Regions from separate parts of the Zea mays genome. Here region 2 is linked to region 1. Evidence: chromatin contacts called from public Hi-C data. All regions are on one chromosome and are shown on one strand. Each heading gives the region's core, a stretch centred on a gene start, on an enhancer-like site or on the middle of the called end of the contact. The rest is flanking DNA. Distances are from core to core; before and after follow the strand shown. Region 1 holds the start of LOC100283810 (ATPP2-B12). Region 2 holds the start of LOC103654631 (autophagy-related protein 13b).

The links. A called contact is a pair of places that touch in the nucleus more often than the background predicts.
Region 2: a contact with region 1 is called in a Hi-C map of leaf, with 1.8 times the contacts expected there. The contact joins the promoter of LOC103654631 here to the promoter of LOC100283810 in region 1. A contact is called at or near these places in 7 of 25 Hi-C or Micro-C datasets (ear, leaf, tassel and 1 more).

The regions. Positions count from the first base shown.
Region 1 is chr4:220,759,228-220,762,558 of Zm-B73-REFERENCE-NAM-5.0, forward strand. It overlaps LOC100283810 (ATPP2-B12), which reads left to right and starts at 1,472. Exons shown (of 3, transcript NM_001156708.1): 1 at 1,472-1,801; 2 at 1,890-2,008. The coding sequence starts at 1,544. LOC100275648 reads right to left here and starts at 400. Exons shown (of 5, transcript NM_001353763.1): 1 at 30-400. The coding sequence starts at 350.
Region 2 is chr4:220,951,136-220,954,466 of Zm-B73-REFERENCE-NAM-5.0, forward strand. LOC103654631 (autophagy-related protein 13b) reads right to left here and starts at 1,842. Exons shown (of 4, transcript XM_008681474.3): 1 at 1,634-1,842; 2 at 7-1,419. The coding sequence starts at 1,290.

The sequences.
Region 1 (3,331 bases), core at 222-2,721:
GTTTAATACGTGCGTGCGTGCATGCATACCTCGAACCAACTAGGGCCCTGCAGCTTCTTGCCCGGTGGGCTGCCGTGTTCGAACTCATCAAACATATCAGAGATATCATAGGCTGCCCTCTTGAGCCGTTTGAGCCACAGCCGCGCGGTCTCGTCGTTGATAGACCGCTGCTCTGCTTCCGCCATGGTTGCCTTGATGGACTCGAGCGTCATTTTCATCTCGTCGAGGTCCTCCCTGAAGCTCCGGATCATCTTTGCCGGACCTTTGACGGGAGCCTGGAGCAGCGCAGGCAGCCTGCGAACAACTTCCTTAATGACGGCCGAGGCCAGCATCTCCCCTACATGCACCATGGCTGCGGCTGCTCTGCTCTGCTCTGCCCTGCCCCCCTCCAGTAGTGTGCGAGTGCGAGCGAAGGAGGGCGGGAATTAAAAAGGAATTATTGGATCAGCAGATGGCCAGTCATATCCATTTTGTCAAAACAGCGAAAGATCACCTACTGCCAAGTTGATTGGGGAGACAACTTGGTCACAGGACCGCCAGACACAAGAAAAAGCAGCGGCCTCAATTAATTGTAAGGAGGTTGAAGAAAAATTGGATCGTCCGCATCCATCTAAGCGCTTCTTTGGAACGACAGGCAAAAAAAAAACGTACGATTCAAGAAATTTTTCTTTGTTCTAAAGGCGGCCTAAGTTTGTACAGTAAATTCAGCTTGAATAGAAATAACAAATACTATATTTCAACAACTTCTTGAAGAAAATCGAAATCAAAGTTTATTATTGTTTCTCCGTTGGTTCCTTGTGAAGATATATATCAAACTTCTTCTATTCTCTACCAGTTAACCCAGTACATATATTTAAAACTCAGTACATATATTTAAAACTCTTCAAGTTATCCTAGCATGGTAAGGGCACTTACAAAGTTACAATGATGTTTAATATAGATGGCTCTTGAGGTGTCTAAAAGGGTAAAAAAATCGTGGAGCTATCTCTCCGTGAAGAGACGTCTGACTCGTAACCCAAATCGTAACAGACGCCTTCACTTGCTTTTGTTACGAATTCCTCGTCTTCTCTATCGATCCGATACTCTAAGACACATTCATTTATACATTTATTAATAGACTATATTTATAAACACTCTATTGTATAATAAAGTCTCTCAATTGTCTCTAGTGCTTGAAAATCCGTTTTGGTGTCTCTCCATTGTACATGCCCTAACAATAAAAAAAATGGTGTCTAATAATTATTTCATTACGTTCACAAAAGCAACATTTGTAACTCCCATATCAATTACAAAGCAATCTTTAGCTTCCATATATAAAATTACTAGTAATGGCATAAGTATTTCTGTTTATGAGACATCGGTGCATAAATTTACAGTAAAATTGTGTCATGTCTACACAAGTGTCTTCTCCCACCAACCACCCACCAAGTCTCTCCTGAAAAGGCCTGGTGAGAGCAAAACTCTTCCACCCACCAAGTCTCTCCTGTCCTGTCCAAGTAATAAAGCACCGAAACCGGCCGCCGACGACCAAGACCTGCAACCGATGGAAGGCATTCAGCAGCTGCCAGCGGACGTCCTCGTGTCGGTGATCTCCCGCGCCGCCGCGGGGCCGAGGGATGCCTGCATCGCCGCCACGGTGTCGCCGGCGTTCCGCGCCGCGGCCGACTCCGACACCGTGTGGTCACGCTTCCTCCCGGCTGACCTCGCCCCGCTCGTCTACCCGACGCCTCCGCCAAGATCCAAGAAGGAGCTCTTCCTTCGCCTCTCTGAAACCCATGCCCTCGTTGAAGATGGCCTCATGGTAGGTTGTGCTGACTCATATATCAGAAACAAACAAACATAAAAGAGGAGAAAGAGAGAGAGGCTGAGCAAGTGAGTCTGATTCGCAGAGCGCGTGGCTGGACAGGGAGACCGGCGCCAAGTCCTATATGATTGCGGCCAGGGCTATGGCTATTATCTGGGTCGACACGCCGGACTACTGGCGCTGGATAGTGCGCGAAGACTCAAGGTTTGCTTATGTCCGGCATCTATAGTTTAATGCTTCTAAGTTGTTCTACCGAGCAAAGCAATTTCGAGGTCTCGAGGAACCTAGCCAGAGTACACGTAGATCGACATGCATAATCACGGACGGCGACACAACACCACTTCAAGCTAGTTTAAGAGCTACAAAACCGAATAGATTGGATGGGTTAAAATTCAATTCTTATTAAATTTTAAATAAAAAAAGGATTTTAGTACCTCTTATCCTCTCTAGTTTTTTAGACTCTCAAACTAGTACGATGTGTCTACTCTAGCACACATCTAGGTATATTAGAGAATTTCTCTCACATTATTGCTTTTGCAGTACTTTGGATACCCACGGCATATTTGTTTAATTTTTCCGGGTGAAATTAAATTTCAGAGAAAACGTGAACACGAACCAGCAGCAACGACTTATAACTCCTCTATGTCGCTTTCCATTAAACAAAGCATGTTTATTAGGCAATCAACCAAATTAATATTAAATTTATTTTTACAAACATGAACGATGTAAAACGATTCCTCTAGCGTGTAATTTAGGTCACGACGGACGCAATGCAAAATAGAATAGGTCCAAATGGAGCTATAACGAAGAAGATACGATAAAAAGAACATTATAGCGAAACTATCTGGCTGCATGCCTGCACACCGGTATCGATCGAGTGGCGAAGGTGCTCGACGACGAAGGATGGCAGGCGATGGAGAAGGGGTTGCCGGCGTGCGTCGCACAGGTGACACTGACGACAAGACGATGTTGGGTTCGCACGTGAAGCTTCGCCATGAGCTTGCACTCCTCCGGATGTGTTCATCTACAACGGAGGGGGCGTAAGAGATCCGGGACGGCGACGGCGGCGAACCAGCTTGGGTGGCGAACGACGCAGGAGCTCAAGGATAAGGATCAGTGGGGAGGTTCGTGTCTTCGCGTGCGATAGTCCTCCCGGGTGCAAACCTTGGCGACAGAGAGGCATGGGTTGCGCGGTTCATCGGAGGTGGGTTCAAGCTCGCCAGCAGCGGCATTCGCGGAGAGCTTCACGGGTAAGCTTGATTACGGGGTGGAGTTATTAACAATTCTTGTGGTTCATCATTATCAACTTAGATTAGTTTATACCAACTAGGCATGCAGTTCATCAACATGATAAACAGTTCATCTTCATCTATAGCTAAACTAAGCAGTTAATTAGTAACATGGATAATGATAAATCCTAAAAAGAGTAAAATTGGCAATTCATGCATAACAAAATCTTGGTGCTTATACCAATAGATTCCACCGTGGGCACGACACTAGCCACTCCACTTCGGTCACCACCATTGC
Region 2 (3,331 bases), core at 592-3,091, 190 kb after region 1:
AATTACCTTTTGCAAAGACTTCTCATTCCGAAACCCACTAAGCTTGACCAGATCCTTTGATACTATTGATTTATTGTTGGGAGAATGTGACAAATTCTCATTTTGAGATGAGCATTGTTGCTTATCATTCCTACGTGGAGAAGGAGGCAGTCTGCTACAACCTCCACCGGCCATCACTGTGGGAATACTTGAAGGAGGACTCTCATATCGGAAGAAAGGATTTCTTGGGTAGCTAGAAGGCGAATGGGATGGTGATGGTGATAGAGGTGGTGATGGATAATACTCTTCATTTACTGTATTTCTCTCCTTCCCAGATGATGGTGTGTTATGTGGATGTGAGTATGCTGTTGGAGAATTATCAGTAGGCATACGTGGCTGTAGGCATCCATGGGGTTCTGAACTCATAGGAAATGGTGATGCCGACTGTCTAACTCCATGCTCAGTGCTCCAACTGTGCCTCCTGGTCATTGGAAAACATCCAGGTGCAATGCCATCTGAAGGTAGGGAATCAAGCTTCCTAAGAAAATCTGTTGTGGGGCTTCCAACATAATCCTTTATAAGCTCTGGTGGCATCGGTGAGGATTGCTCTGGTACTGCAGCCAAGTCCAGCACTGGCACATACGAAACTGACAAGCTTAAGGAACCAAACAGAGTTTCAATCGGAGCAAATGCATAGTGTTTCATCTCTGCGTCCTCTGCGCGGGTGAATGGCTCAACAAATGATGAAATCTTGTGTGAGAGGTTCAAGGGACAGATCCTTCCAGATGAATTGAGCTCCTGAAAAAGATGGTATGCTGGCAAGAGCCTGACAACCAGATATAATGACCGGAATAACACTGTTGACCCACTGTATGCCCTCCTGTACAAGCTATGATCCTGAGAAGAGCCGCTTCTAGCTTTCTTGCCACTGTTCTTGATAATATTTCCAGATCTGCTAGTTTCATACTTTATTATCCACCTCTCAATGATCCTGCTGGCCCCGACACTGGTGGTTTTGGTATTGTCACGTTGAAGGAGGACAATGTCAATGACCAGAGGCTCAAGGTTGCTCTGTCTCCATAGGTCAAAATTCTCAAGTGCGGCAGGGCAGTCCCGGAGAGCAAGATTGAACCACCGGTCACGCGGCTGGCTGCCAGCCAGTGGTGACGACGGTGGGGAGGGTCGTATGAAGTTCCGCGATGAGTCGTAGGGTGAGCGCGACTCCAGGATGATGTGGAGGCTCTTGGCAAAGAATTCAGTGATCACTTGCTCCACAATTGGTGGTTCCGACACGCCGGCAGCCACAGCCATGGTTGTGTGGCTGCTCGGACTTAAACTCAAGGGTTCAATTGAAGACCCAAAACTTCTGAAAAGCGAACTGCGGCAGCACCATGGCTAAATGGATCTTGCTCCGTAACCGTAAAGAACAACCTAATCGGGCTGCAAGTGGATGGATGAACTGAATCAGTACGACACCAGACAGCAGGGGCGGACCCAATAAAGAGCATGAACCGGTGAGTAGGCATAATACATGTATACAGTAGTGATTAGATCAGATCCGCAAACAAATAGCCACACAGCTCAAGTTAGGGTTCGGTGTTCAATATTGCACAGCATAAAGGAAAGGAAAAGGAAGAGAGGGACGGGGACGAACCTGGTGTGCTGGGTTCTTGTGGCGGGCAAAGGGCCCGACGAAGACCTGGGCGGCGGCGGCCGCCCTAATGATCGCGCACGCGCACGCCAGGTGTAGTGAAGAAGAGAAACAGAAAACAGGTGGGGATGTTCCTTATTCTCTGCTCGTGCTACTGGGCCGATTCCTCTTTATCTTTTTCTGCAGGTGCACGTGCGTAGCTACGCTCGTTCATCAGAGAAAGCGGTCCAACTGGAGGAAGAACATTATTCTTTCTCCGTTACTTTTCTTTATTTTTCTTTCTTCTACCAAGACACTTGGTTCTTTTTTTCCTTAACATTTTTTAATTTTTATCCCAACTGTTTCATTATTATAACTTTTCATTAATAATTATCTCTGCTTTTTAAATTCACTAGTAAAGACTTTTCTCTTCTTCCGTCACTAACCTATTGTAAACTGCTGGTTTTTGAACTTTATATTCTGGTTTGTTCTTATAATCTTTTTTATTTCAGAAAAATGTACCATGAGTATTTTTGTCCAAAATTTGTGGCATTTTTATGGTGATGGTAGAACAAATTTTCTCATTGTGCTGGAATAAATTTATCCTAAAATACATTATTTTGGCTATGAAGCTTAGAAATTTTCTTATGAGGCTACAATGGATCCTGTAACACTCCGTCCACTTTCGGACCGGCGCTACTTACTCCTAACAGCTCTTTAAGATCACATATTGTCTCCACAGACCAACAAGGGTATTTTGGACGTAATTTGTCCTCACTCATCCACACCCAAGAAAACTTCTCGTTCGGTCACTTATTCCAAATTGTTCCAAGTCAAGCACGCTTAATTTGGAGGTTCTTTCGATATAGGCTTCCGAAAAATAAGATGCACCACATTGATATGAGTACTCTATTAATTCTATCAAGCCTTGGGTCAGGATATCACCATCCCCTGGGGCCAGGATATCACAATCCACCCCCCCTCCTTAGAAGACCGACGTGCTCACGGTCATGAGCGGCTCGAACACTCACATCAGTAAATTATGGAATTAAACTTAATCTGTCATTTGCATTGCATTGTGAGATTTATTATTAATTGTGATCATTTATTTAATTGGGTTGGTATACACTTATACTTAGTAAATGCTAATAAAACTTTGACCAACTTTAAAAGCAATGCTCAGCTTTAACCATCTTCGTTGGTAGGACTTACACTTCACATGAGCCCCCACCATAAGTGAGATCATGCACATTATTCCTCACAACTTGTTGAGCGATGAACGTATGTGAGCTCATCCTTGATGTACTCACACCCCCCCCCCCACACAGGTCAAGGATACATACCGCCAAGATGAGGAGCATGAAAGATGTTGCAATGAGTTCGTGAGAAGTCTAGGTCGTCGTCTCCCAGTCAACTATGGTTGCTGAGGATCGTTGTCTTCATATGATGTAATTATTTAGCTATTTTGTATAGAACTCCTATTATATAGTAAAGATGTGACGTTCGTTTTTGTACCATGATTCATCATATGTGTGAGACTTGACCCTAGCACACATTTGATTCGCGCCCTGGTTTGCCCTTAAATTCGGGTGTGATAGATCCCTAGTGAAGCTAGAAGATTTTCTTCATGAGGCTAGAACATGTTTTATACTTTTCTCCATAAGAACACTCTGTTTTTAAGGTAGCACATCTTCCCGCAAGATAGAACATTTTCTTAATTCT